Regions from separate parts of the Mus musculus genome. Here region 2 is linked to region 1. The links are chromatin contacts, called in public HiChIP or PLAC-seq maps. All regions are on one chromosome and are shown on one strand. The core of a region is the stretch at or near the end of the contact, and the rest is flanking DNA. Distances in the headings are between cores, read along the strand shown.

Region 1 (6,688 bases), core at 4,001-6,500:
CATTCTGTTTTAGTACACGGAGAAGCTTGGTCTGGGCTTCGTACTTCAGACCCTAGCATGTTTGTCTCAAATTTTTTCTCCAAAGCCCTTGTTCTGTGTCAGGCTGGCCTCTCACTCTGTGATAGGGGAAAGAAAAGCCCATGGTGGTGGGGAGGGGGGGGGGCTTTGTGCACTTAAGAACAGCCAGGAGATAAAAGATGTCTCTGTAATTACATGTTTTAGCTATGAGTACCTCTTCCTCTCTTGGTTCTTCTTCACAAAACAAACAAACAAACAAACAAACAAACAAATATTGTTTCCCTATTCCAGGGTCATGCATGTCTTTGATGCTCTTGCTGAAATGTAGATTTTTTTCCCTCTTGGGAGCTGTAAAACCATGGTGGGAGAGGTTAAAAAGCTGTAAAATTCCAAGCAGAGAAAATGTTTTCTTAAAACTTACAGTAAAAACAAGTTGAGGGAAGTATGTGTACGGTTATCTTCATTTGCCACGCATGTGCCATCTGTGCATGGCTTTGACTCTCATTTACGGAAATAAAATAAGAAGAAACAGCATGTAGGGACGAGAAACATGCTTAAAATGGCTGTAACGTGTGAGGTTCGATCTTTCAGTGAAGGGGTTAACTGTATTTTGGACAGGGATAGATTGCATATGAGGAAATGAAATTTTGTCCTAAGAATGAAACCTAAGGACAAAACCACGACAGCCTCAGACTGTCTCAGGATGTCTGAGCGCATCACACGAGGCCACAGACAATGGGACTTAAGGATGAGACACGGGTAATGACCGACATCTATAACTTCCTAAGGTTATAATGCTCTACTTGTGACAGCAAAAACCAACTTGGAAGTGTATGTCTCAAAGTATGTCTTTACTAACTTCGTTAAGCTTTAACTGTTTGGAGAAACTAAATTATAACACTAACTATGGTAAAGTCTTATAAATGCCTCCTTATAAAAGCCAGGCTTAAGCTGTTCTCTCTGCAACTATATTTTTTTTTTTGTCATAAATTAAGCTTCTTAGTAGAAAAATGTCTATTAAGTTCATTTAGATCTTCGGAAAGTATACTACAGAAGGATCACATGAATAAGACTTCTGGTTTCTCCAGGGAGTGTATTTGTGATCTAAAGTTTATTTTGATACTAAAAGAGCTTCGATTAGAAAATTGTATATTTAGGGCTGGAGAGATGTCTCAGTGGTTAGGAGCACTGACTGCTCTTCCAGAGGTCCTGAGTTCAATTCCCAGCAACCACATGGTGGCTCACAACCATCTGTAATGGGATCTGATGCCCTCTTCTGGTGTGTCTGAAGGCAGCATTAGTGTACTCACATACATGAAATAAATAAATAAATCTTTTAAAAAATTGTATATTTAAAGCTCAAAATCTTAACATGGATAAATTACCTTAGTTTATAATATCGTAATCTTATGAGAGTCACTAATTTATTGTAAAGCATGGGTAACTAAGATATAAAAGTTAATGATCACTCCTCTTATAAATAATTAAATGCCTTTAATGTATCTGGAATTGTATACATAAAAGAATTTGTGTCGTGCTATGTACAAATGCTTCAAGTCACTTACAGAGACAAGATTAGAGGAAGAGACAGTTTATACCTCCCATATACAGTCTCCTGTATATGTTGTGGAAGTTAAGCCTAAAACAAGTAACTCAAAACAGACTTAGAGTAAGCTTACATTTTAATGTGAAATATATCCAAAATTAATTTTAAAAACCGGTTATGGAAAATTAAATCCTCAAGTGAAATGGGTTAATTTTATACTTGCATGGCAAGAAATGCCCATGCTTCAAGTACTACCCTTTCCCTTGGATGGGACCCAGATCCTGTTAGAGTAAATTGTGTGCTAGCTTCATTACAGGATAAAGATCCTTGGGGAAGAAAGACCTGCCAGGGTCTGCTGCTCCTGCCTCTGGCTGTGTGGGCCAGGTCAGAAAAACCCTTATCTATAGGGAAGATAAATTACTCCTTGTTTTTTATGTGATATGTGTGTGTGCACGTGTGCATGTGTGTGTGTCTCAGAGTCTGCAAACCCATTCTAAATGTCTCAAACAACACAGAGGGGGATAGCAATTACTCTGCACTCAGTGTCAGAGACAACATATGAGGATAATGTGACCAGGGAACCTTGTACAAAAGGTTTCCTGCCACCAGACCAGTTGGGGAGCTGCAGGCTGGTGTGAGTGGCTGCGTCCTATAACTGGCTTCTGAGTCTCTTAACAAAATCTCATTCCAGGGCCAAGAAGTAAATACCTGATTCTGTAAAGAGTTCCCAAAAGAGTTTTTAAAAATATAAAACAGAGGCTCTCCCACAAGGCTGGTCGGCAGAGCAGGCTGAACCGTTGGACACTCCTTTAGTCATGAAGTTAAGGATCATGACAGGTAAGGAAACCGACCCTTCCCTGGGTGGAGGGAACTGGCCTGTGAAAGACCACCCAGACCAGCTCTCCCAGTCACCTTGCAGGACCCCCGGGCCCAGCTCTCAGCCCTGCTTCAGTCACAGACCTTGAAGCCAGCAGACTTGTGCTCAGCAACAGCTTAAGAGATTCTAGAGGGGACATTTGGAGATGGGGGTCACCATATCCCTTCTTCCATTTGGATTCTTGATAATATTAGCCACAGTGCTTCATATAGAGCTAACTTCACCCCAGTGGCTCCCCAGGACTGGACTCTCACACAAAATTCGACTAACTTTGCTGTATCTAAAAATAATAGGTTTAAAAAACAAACGAACAACCCCCCCTCATATCTTTAAAAAGTTATATCTGACTATGCATATAAAAGTTGGCCCTCATAAACAGTAAAAAGGCCAGCCATCCCTGCTTCCATAGCTTGTTTGTTTGGAATCTTTGGTTGACCCCCTTACTCACACCTTCAGAGCCTCTTATGGCTTCCTCCTAGGTCTAATGATTGGGTCCTACTTAATTAACTGTTATAAAACAACAGCTAGTCTCCGTTAAACTAATGACCCTAAGAGCCTAGAACCTACTCCTTCATAAAGATCAAAGATCTGAAAGTAACAAAAAGAAGGGAAGGAGGGGCTATGGGTGGACAAGGTAACAAGCTTGTCCTGACCTCGCCGATGCCATCCTGGGTCTGCTCAGAGCTTTTCAGCCCTCTGAAGAGTCACATCTGCCTTGGTAACATGTTTGAGACTTTCCAGACACCTGACCATGCCCAGATGCATAACCAAATATCTGCTGATAGATAACCAGAAAGATTGCCACAGGCTCCCCGGGCCTAAACCCCACAATAACATTCCTCTGGTTTTTTGCCTTTAAGAAAGCTATAACCTTGAGCTTCAAGGCTAAGAGTTCTCTGGGGACGAGAGCCTGAGAGCCTGTTCTCAGTGGCCAGCTAAGGAGGTACTCTAATTCAGCCCTATATTTGTGGTGGTCTGTAACTTTCCCACCTGGACTATAACAGTATGCTACCAGATGGTTGCTGGGAATCGAACCTGTGTCCGTTAGAAGAGCAGCCAGTGCTCTTACCCAATGTGTCATCTTCTCCAGCCACCACAGACAAGTTTTTACAGCAGAGCTTCTTAAACTTTTTTCTCTTGTGACCCCTTTCTGTCCAAGACATTTTTTACATGATCCTGAGTGTACACGGATGTAAAATAGGTATACAAGTTAAACATGTATTACTAATGAGCATAAAGAATTAATTTTTCGAATGTATTTATCTTGTGTGTTTGTGGACCTGTGTGCCATAGCATGCATGTGGAGGAGTCAGTTCTCCTGGGATCAGGCTCAGGCCATGAGTCTTGAGGGTGAGCATCTTTTACCTAGGAGCCATCTTGCCTGCCCAACTAAACGTGTTTCAAGGTAATTATTTGTCATGCATGTAATTGTACTGTTCATTACAGAGAAAAGCAGATTTTCATGCCAATGAGATAAATTCAGTTGTTTGTTTTTATGCAAAGAATTTGTGATTAAAATGTGATATTGTAAGACACAGAACACTGTCAACATTTTTCATCTGACTGCTGTTCTGATTTTGTAATTGTTGGTGCTCAGAAGTCCACTTTGCATATATGCAAAAGTATGTTTAGAACCATTTCTGAGATTGTTGGAAATCCTGTCTTAATCCCAGCAGTGGAGAGGCCTAGCTAGGAGGGTTTCAAATCGGAGATCGGCCTGGACCACACAGTAAAACCCTATCTTACGACCAATGACCCAGCATTGCTCAGCATCCCAGAAGCTCATCGGCGAGGCAAGGTTTTGTTGTTGTGTATTATATCTGTGTGTGTATGTGATGTATGTGTTTCTCTTCATGTGTATGAGTGTGGGTATACATGTGCCACGTCAGACGACAGCCTTGTTTGAATCAATCTCCGTCCACCGCTGAGCATGCTTGCATTTAGGGAATTCTCATGTTTCTGCCTCCTGTCTCTCTACAGGAGTGTGAGAACAACAGATACACACCACCACATCTAGCTTTACAAGAGTCCTGGGGATCCAAACTTAGGTCCTCATACCTCAAGACAAGCATTTTCCCCACTGAAGCATCCCTCCAGCTCTAGGCAATGATTTTGTTTTGTTTTTGTTTGTTTGTTTGTTTTTTTAAGACAGGGTCTCATATAGCCCAAGCTGGCCTTGAACTCACTAAGTAGCTAAGGAAGACCTTGAGCTCCTAGTCCTTCTGCCACTATCTCTCAAGTACTAGGACTACAGGAATGTGCCAGGAAGGCCTATCAGAGCCAGAGAAGGAGAGAAAAGACCTTTAGGCACCAGCTTGGGCTGATGCAGATGTCCAAAGATTTAGCAGAGCGCTCTCTCTGTCTCTGTCTCTCTCTCTCTCCTTCTCCTCCTCCTCCTCCTCCTCCTCCTCCTCCTTTTCCTCCTCCCCCCCCCTCCTCCAGAACTGTGTAAGCTGGCTTGCATGTTGACTTGGGATCTCAGAAGCATCATGTACAGTACCTGGGCTTTAGGTCCGGCCCCTGGGAACTTGGCAATTAGGTTGTTCATAGAGCAGCACTGCTAAGAGAGCTGAGCCTCCACAGGCCACAGAACAGGTGGAGTTGGGCCTAAAGTCTGAGAGAAAACTGGGGAGAGATGTTCTAGCTGGGCTGGAGAGTGTGTGCTTGAGATGGTCTGGGAGTGGCTGGCTACAGGGGAGTATCCATAGTAGATACTATTTGCTCTCCAAGTTTCTATTTGTCCAAGAATGACTCATATGATTTCCACTGACCAGACCCCTCCTGTGATACTGTGGTCAAACCTTGAGTGAAGACAGAAGAAGGAACAGAAATGTTTGTGGCAATAGAGGGACCAGTATTTCAAGTCCAGCTTAGGGCTGTGTGTCTTTGGGAAATCCCATTTCCTCTCTGGCTTCAGTTTTCTTTTTTCTTCTTTTCTCTTTCTCTCTTTCTTTCTTTCTTTCTCTCTCTCTCTCTCTCTCTCTCTCTCTCTCTCTCTCTCTCTCTCTTTCTTTCTTTCTTTCTTTCTTTCTTTCTTTCTTTCTTTCTTTCGTTTGTTTTGTTTCCAGACAGGGTTTCTCTGTGTAGCCCTGGCTGTCCCAGAACTCACTCTGCAGACCAGGCTGGCCTCGAACTCAGAAATCTGCCTGCCTCTGCATCCCAAGTGCTGGGATTAAAGGCATGTGCCACCACTGCTCTGCTTGGCTTCAGTTTTCTTGTCAATAAAATGAGCTAATGACTATCTTTGTTACCATTCTATTGCTGTGAAGAGATACTATGACCATGGCAATTCTTATAAAAGAAAGCATGTAATTAGGGGATTGTTTCCAGTTTTAGAGGGTTAGTCCATTTTCAACATGGTGGGAAGCAGACAGACATGGCACTAGAACAATAGCTAAGGGCTTTATATCCTCATCAGCAGGCTACATATGGAGAGTCTGGACCTGGTGTGGGCTTTTGAAATATTAACACCCCCCCCCCCGTGACACACCTCTCCAAGAACTCCACACGCATTCCAACAAGGTCAATCTTCCCCAAACAGTTGTACCAACTAGGGACCAAATATTCAAATATATGAGTCTATGGGGGAACAATCTCATTCAAACCACCACAATGACAGCGTATGGGATAACAGCAAGGAGCTAATAGGATAAGTGCTGTAAAGGCTCGCTGTGAGCAGACACTTAATAAATATTTCTTCCTTTTCTTTGCCATTTCTCACTTAGTGTGGTAGTGTGATGAGAGCAGATGGCATAGGCTAAGACTTCAATACTCGGTCCCCAGTTGGTGGAACCGTTCAGGAAGGATTGGAAGGGTGTGGCCTTGTTGGAAAAGGTTGTGGACCTTGAGGGTTCAGAAGACGCACGCAGTCCTCAGTCTTCTCTGCCTTGTGCTTGGAGATCCAATCGTAAGCCCTCAGCTCCTTCCTGCCCCAGTGCCATGCCTGCCTGCTGCCTGCTTCCTGCCACGACGGTCTTAGACTCCAGTGGCTTGGACTGGAAGCCTCCAATAAACTCTTCTGTAACTTGACTTAGTCACAGTGTCTTGTCACAGCCAGAGAAAAGTAGCTAAACTACTTAGCAAATCCTTATCTGAGGACCGATTCTGTCAGGTGACCAAACTCTGGGAAGAGAGCAGTGACTACTGTCTGCTGTTGCTCAGCTTGACTTCTCCATCTTGTACAGGTCAGGATACCAGTCAGGGAACAGTGCAACCCACAGTGGGCGTGTCCTACTTCTGGATGTAAT
Region 2 (6,435 bases), core at 2,646-5,145, 720 kb after region 1:
AACTCAGCATCATTCCTTAGCACACCCATGCTATACGGTGAGGGATGGTATCCTTGTTGTATGGGACCCACCACATGGGAACCCCGGGGTCCTCCAAAACAGCTGATGGACTGGCTAAAGACTAATACCGCAGTCACTGAAAGAAGCACACATGGGACGGGTTGTTAAGAAGCTGCGGTGACAGCTGTGTGACCCTGGCTGAGAGTGACAGGACAAGCAGCTGTGGCTGAGTTGTCTGCCCAGAGGAAACCAGCCTGCCTAAAGGACAAAAATGAGCCAAAGTCAAATTTGTGTTTGGAAACTCCTGGAAGGCTTCAAGCCTGAACAACTGCTCAGCAAAGGGGTGAATGTTAGGGAGATGCAGGTGAGCCCAGGGCACCCACTTCTGTAGGGGAAGGGGGTGACTTGGCATGGGAATTCCCTGCAGTAAGGGCTGGGCGGAGCAACCTGAGGCCCCACAATGAGCTGTGGATTCTTTGCTTTCCCGCTGATATACGGAATTTTTGAGTTTTAACAGATGGTGGAGTCACATATACCTTGATTCATAGCAACCTCGGAATATATGGGGGTGGGTGGGAGTAACGAGTGAGTCAGGAAACGGAACCCTGAAGTTGAAAAATATTGATATTAACCTTGTTCTGAGTAGGTTGTAATTAACACCCACTCCAGATTTGGCTTATACATTTCTCTCCTGTAAGAGGGTAGGGGTGGGTGTACTGCGGGGACTCACCCTGCACTGAGATCCGACTTGTAAAGGCAGCCATGTGTGGCTGGGAAAAATGAAGAGACTACTGAGGTGGGAAATCTCAACTCTATCACTTTGTCTAAAGCCCTTTCAGTAGCCAGGTTATGAGGAGCTAAATAAATAAATAAAAAGTCAGATGGCTCATGGAAAATGAGTCTGGGTGACAGAGATCCAAAATAAGGTGGAGTCTTTAATTAACTTAGCATCATTCCTGTGTGGACATGTCTGATGTGCATGTGTGCGGGAGCACATGCGTGCCCTGGTCCTTCCACCTTCACATGGGCCTCAGGGATCAAACTCAGAGGTGGCCCCCATCCTTGCTCTTTAAAAGGAACAACCAGACAAGCAGTGGAATCCCGTCACATTGTATGGCCCAGGAGGTGTTTGTTTGTTCGTTCGTTTGTTTGTTTGTTTGTTTGTTTTACTCTTGATTTTTAATATTCTCTTAACTGATGTTTGTTTGTTTGTTTGTTTTACTCTGATTTTTAATATTCTCTTAACTGATGAGCCCCAGATCAATTTGCGTTTTCCTGAACCGGATGCGGCAGACCTTCAGAGAACCTGCCAACCTCTGTAAAAAGATGTCATTATATTACACTTTCCTTTATGTCTCAGAGATTTGGACACACGTCTGAACACCTCTGTGCTCCTGCATTTGCAGGGTGGAGGATGGGAAACCAGCCCCTCGTGGTGCAAGGACCAGGTACAGCTGCGAAGCACCACACTGGGAGCCCCTCTCTCCTCCCACCCTGAGACCCTCTCCACCACTACAAAGCAGTTTACTTCCTAGTGGCAAAGGCCTGAGTGGTCCTGTGAGCAGCCCATAAACTCACTGGTTCCCCTAGGGTGGCCTAAGGCAGGGCCCTTTCCTTGATCTGTCAGTCCCCCCTCTCTCTCACCCCCCAGGAAAAGCCACACCCCAATGTCTCCAGCACATAATGGGAGCTAGAAGCCCGTTTGGGAGTCACTACGTTTGTTTCTGGGCTCTGCTGTCACACGCAGGCAGCCAGCAGAGGGCAGGAGATCCTAGAAGGCAGAACTCAATTCCTGCCTGCATGCCCTTGCTGAAGATGTGCAAAAACAGGCCATTGCTCATCCTCTCTGTACCAAGTCCTTAAATGCTGGTCCTACAGGGCTATGTGTGGCCTCCACAGAAGGAGGTGCGGGACTCTGCAGGGGGAAAAAAGTGGGATGCTGTAATCTCGATATGGTGTTTGGGACACATCTGCCCAGAAAACAAAAAACCAGAATGACAGGGCCAGGATGAGCAATTCCCCCAAGGACAGTAGCTGAGAAGACTTCTAGCTGGGGAGCCAGGGCAAGCTGCATGGTGGATCCTCCAAGGCACTGGTCTGTGTCCTGCTATCTTTGATCAGAAGAAACCCAGTCAGGGAGCCTGCTTCTTGTCCCCATGGCCACTCTCAGGAAGCTCAGGCCGGAAGCTGAGCTCCAGCAGCCCTGCTTCCTCCTAATCTTATCTTCCAGCCAACTGCACCCGCTTGGCTTTTCAGCCTGAGAGAGGGGTGTCTCTGCAGTGCCTCACTCCCCCACCCTTCCCCCCCCCCCCCCCCCGCAAAAGAAGGAAGGATGGGGGAGGGGCTTCACAGCCAGGGCACCCGCTGTCTCTAGGGCTACAGAGGGAGATGACATCAAGGCACTTGTCTACCTCAGGACCTCCCAATCAGTGTCCCGTGACTGACAGGACCCCTGCTCCAGATGAGGCAGAGATGCCCAAGGTCAGGCACAACTGAATGAGCAGACAGGGCAGAGGAGGTTGGCTGGGCTCCCAGCCTGGGCTCTCCCTGCCACTACACAGCTGTACCAGCCTGGCTCTGGGTCCCAGAACACCCTTCTGCCATGCCCACCCCGGCCTTGGAAAGAAGTCTGGGAGAGATGGGATTCCAGAATCCAGCTTCTATGCCACACTGAGCACTCTGCTTGCATCTGAAGCCTCACAGGGTGGTCAGCTCTAACCTAGGACACATCCCGACTTTGATGGCACCTGGGATTTGTCCGCTACCTTGAGTTACCTCTGAGAAAACATCACAAAAACAGCTCTAAGAACTGATCCCTGCGGGGGCAGGAGGACCCTGCCTGAGGACAGGGTTCTACTGGTAGCTCTGTCACAGACAAGGACAACAAGGGACAGAGGAACAAGGCCACTTGTGCAGGGCCACAGAGCAGGATGAACCAAGATTCAAATGTGGCGGTCTGCTCTACGGCCTCTGTCTAGGTGTGCTGGGTCCTAGGAATGATGAAATATCACCCTTCCTTGCGTGTCCACAGGACCAAGGAGGGCAAGATGTCTAAGCCCTGTCCACCGCTCTAAGCCAAGGATTCTCAGGACCAGAGTTTACCTTTCCTGAATCACTGGCTGACCACAGTGAGCTAGGGACAGGCCCCACTACAGGCAGGCTGCTGGAAAGAGCAGGCAAGGCCTGAGCCTCCAGGAGAATGGAGTTGTGACAGCATGAGACCCATGAGACCAGAGAGGCTGTCAGGAAGGTGGCATCTTCAGAGCTGAAGTGGGGAAGGCAGTGGGCAGGAGCTTGGGACAAGGACCCTCAAGTGCCCTGAAGATGAAATCAGGCTCTAGCCACAGCCAGAAGGAAAACTGCCCTCCCCGCCACACACCCATACACACATACAGTTATACACACATCCTACACACACACATACACACACCCTACACATATATGCACACCCCTATACACATATAATGCCCTATACACTTATATATACACCACACACACCCTACACTTATATACACACACACATACACACACCCTACACTTATACACACACACACATACACACACCCTACACTTATATACACACACACATACACACACCCTACACTTATATACACACACACACACACACATACACACACCCTACACTTATACACACACACACACACATACACACACCCTACACTTATATACACACACACATACACTTATATACAAATACACACATGCACACGAGCACACACACCCTGCCTTGATGCCAGGCTACCCAAGCACCTTCCAGCCCTGCCCACATCGGCTTTCTAATGGCGGCTCTGAAACATTCTTTATTCCAGGAAATCCCTCTGGCTACAGAAGAAAGTCCCTAGAGATAAGGCAGCTCCCAGGAAAGAGCTCCTAGTCTCACCAGTCAGACAACTGACTCATCTGCATATTCAGGTCTCCTGCCAGACAACTCATCTGCATATTCAGATGTCCTGGCTTTTGTTTCTTCTTACTATGAAGTGTAACTCTGCAGGGCGAGCAAGGCCAAATCTGTAAATGAATCTATTTCTTTTGGTCAGCTCCTTCTTCCTGGTTCTGATTGTTTGGTAAATATAAGCTGGACCTGAGACACTGGGCACCTACTCTGCCTGTAGGTCCTAGTGATGGTTTGTGTATGCTTGGCACAGGGAGTGGCACTATTAGAAGGTGTGGCCCTGTGGGAGTAGGTGTGTCACCGTGGGTGTGGGCTTCAAGACCCTCCTCCTAGCTGCCTGGAAGCCAGTCTTCCACTAGCAGCCTTCAGATGAAGATGTAGAACTCTCAGCTCCTTCTGCTGCCATGGATGATAATGGACTGCACCCCTGAACCTGTAAGTCAGCCCCAATTAAACATTGTCCTTATAAGAGTTGCCTTGTCATGGCGTCTGTTCACAGCAGTAAAGCCCCAACTAAGACAGTCCTCTACCTGCCAGTGAGCTCCCTGGGGAGGGAGGTATTTGGCACAGGGAAGCAAGTTGGAGACAGAAGCTACCAATAGAACATGGAGGAATGACAAAGTGCCCTAGACCAGACTGTACAGGGCCTGCTGTGAGCCCTGCACTGAAACACACACACACACACACACACACACACACACACACACACACACACACACACACACGGCTGGGGTACCGCTGCTCCTCTGACCAACACATCTCCAGGTCACTGGCTTCTTCTGAACCTGCAGTCACCTCAGCTGGTTAGACCAGCTGGTCCAGATCTGACCGGGCCTGAGCCACGCCCCTCCTGGCTCGACAAGAAATTCAGGTTTTCAGCTGGTACAGAGCCAGGAACACAACCAGGAAGGTGAGGGTCGTAAGAGCTGTGCTGCTGTGCACACAGCTGCACCTGTGGGGCACACCACCTTCTTTCCCTCTGCCCACTCCTGAACCTACGACCGCAGAGGGAAAGGCCACTGCAGGAACTTTGCCTGGGACATAACAGAAAAATCAAGAAACTGGTGTCTCCTCTGCAATTGCCCCGCCTCCCTCCCTCATCTCCTTCTTCAGGAATCCATCCCTTGTCTCCTCTGTCCCCTCTAATGCCAGGACCTTCCCTGGTGCTCTATGCAGACAGGGACCACCCAAGAGTGTCAGTTTTAGGCAGAGCAGAAGCCTTCCTTCAGCAGGACAAATGGCCAGCACTCGAGAGTAGCAGCTTTTCCCAAATGAGCATAAATCCCTTAGATGGCTGCCTAGTGGGGCACCAGGCTTCCTCAAGGAAAGCTAGGAGTTGCACAACTGACAAATGCTCATAGGGTTCCCACCTACCCTGATGCATTCTATCCAGAGAGCCCAAGCTGATGTCCAGACATAGGGAAGACAGAAAGCGCGGGGTAAGAGGGGGGGCTAGACAGCGATTGCCCTAGCCTGAGAACCAGAAGAGGTTTCTGCCCACATCCCTAGCTCCCCAGAGGTCCCCACCCACATCGCCTCCTCTAACCAGCAGTGAGGGAGGCGGCAGATATTCCCTGTACAGGAAAGAAGGAAGTAAGATGGATACAAAAAGAGAGTGAGACCTGACACCCCTGCAGAGTGAACGACAGGATACCAGGCCAGCTCTGGCTGGCTCCCCATCATGGAGCTGGCAAGAAAGATGCCAGTAGCTTGTTGTGGTAGATTGTTGCTGCTTCCGGGTGTCCGACTCCTCCAGTATCTCAACTTCCAGAAACCTTTCTCTACACGAATTATTCTCCCCCACTTAAAGATGAGCAACTGTGGCCCAGAGAAGGGGACACTTTGTTCAGGACTACATGTCACTTCAAGAAAGCCTCCTCAGGCTGGAGCCAAACCTGAGTGACTTACAAAGCAGGCTCTTCATAACGTCTGGGGAGAAAAGAAGTCAATGAGGAATGGAGGCTGACTGATAGCCGGGGAGGGTGAGAGAGAGGAAGGCTGGCACTCAGAGGCAGGAAACTCGGGGCGCTAAGAAGCTGAGGGGTTTGGGAGCAAGGGGAAGGGTGAGGCAGAGAGGCAGGAAGGCTGGAGGGACTGAGAAACTGGGAACAGGAAGGCTTGGTGCCTGGGGTCTAGGAAGCTGCAGGCAGGGAGGATAAGAGAGAGGGACAGTGAGTAGCTTGGGGCCTCAGATGTTATTTAAGAAGAATCTCTAAGAACAGAGAGGTCGTCATAATGACCAAGAGAGGTTTCTGCAAAGTGGAACCAGAATGAGCTGTAGAGAAAATGGCTTTTTGCTCTGCTTACAAACAGTCTGTCAGGCCCAAGAACCCAGGAAATAGGACTCATCAGAAGCACAGCTGCCTTGGGCCTATATTACCGTTGGCCAGAGGCCAGGAAGCTGGCTGGGCATCCAATGGTCAGGGGCTGGATAACCTACTCCTGACCCAGGCTGCCCTGCTTCCTCCCCTGTAGACCCTGCCCCCTCCACACACACACATCACATCACTCCCGTGGGATCT

Evidence for each region. HiChIP or PLAC-seq counts read pairs in DNA pulled down with a chosen protein or histone mark.
Region 2: a contact with region 1 is called in an HNF4G HiChIP or PLAC-seq map of pancreatic cancer cells. The contact joins two enhancer-like sites. A contact is called at or near these places in 3 of 39 promoter capture datasets (hippocampal neurons, liver and pre-B cells) and 2 of 115 datasets of contacts at active chromatin or transcription factors (embryonic stem cells and pancreatic cancer cells).

Annotation. Positions count from the first base shown.
Region 1 is chr7:97,434,016-97,440,703 of GRCm38.p6, forward strand. It overlaps a transcript of Kctd14 not described here. Among named protein-coding and RNA genes, the nearest start is that of Kctd14, 14 kb to the right of the region's middle. Within about 2 kb of position 5,251, at least 22 of the 459 cell types and tissues checked have an H3K27ac peak or open chromatin away from gene starts, as enhancers often do. A contact at or near this core is called in pancreatic cancer cells, where this site is marked.
Region 2 is chr7:98,153,941-98,160,375 of GRCm38.p6, forward strand. The region is part of intron 2 of Capn5 (calpain 5); the gene reads right to left. Among named protein-coding and RNA genes, the nearest start is that of Omp, 12 kb to the left of the region's middle. Within about 2 kb of position 3,896, at least 92 of the 459 cell types and tissues checked have an H3K27ac peak or open chromatin away from gene starts, as enhancers often do. A contact at or near this core is called in pancreatic cancer cells, where this site is marked.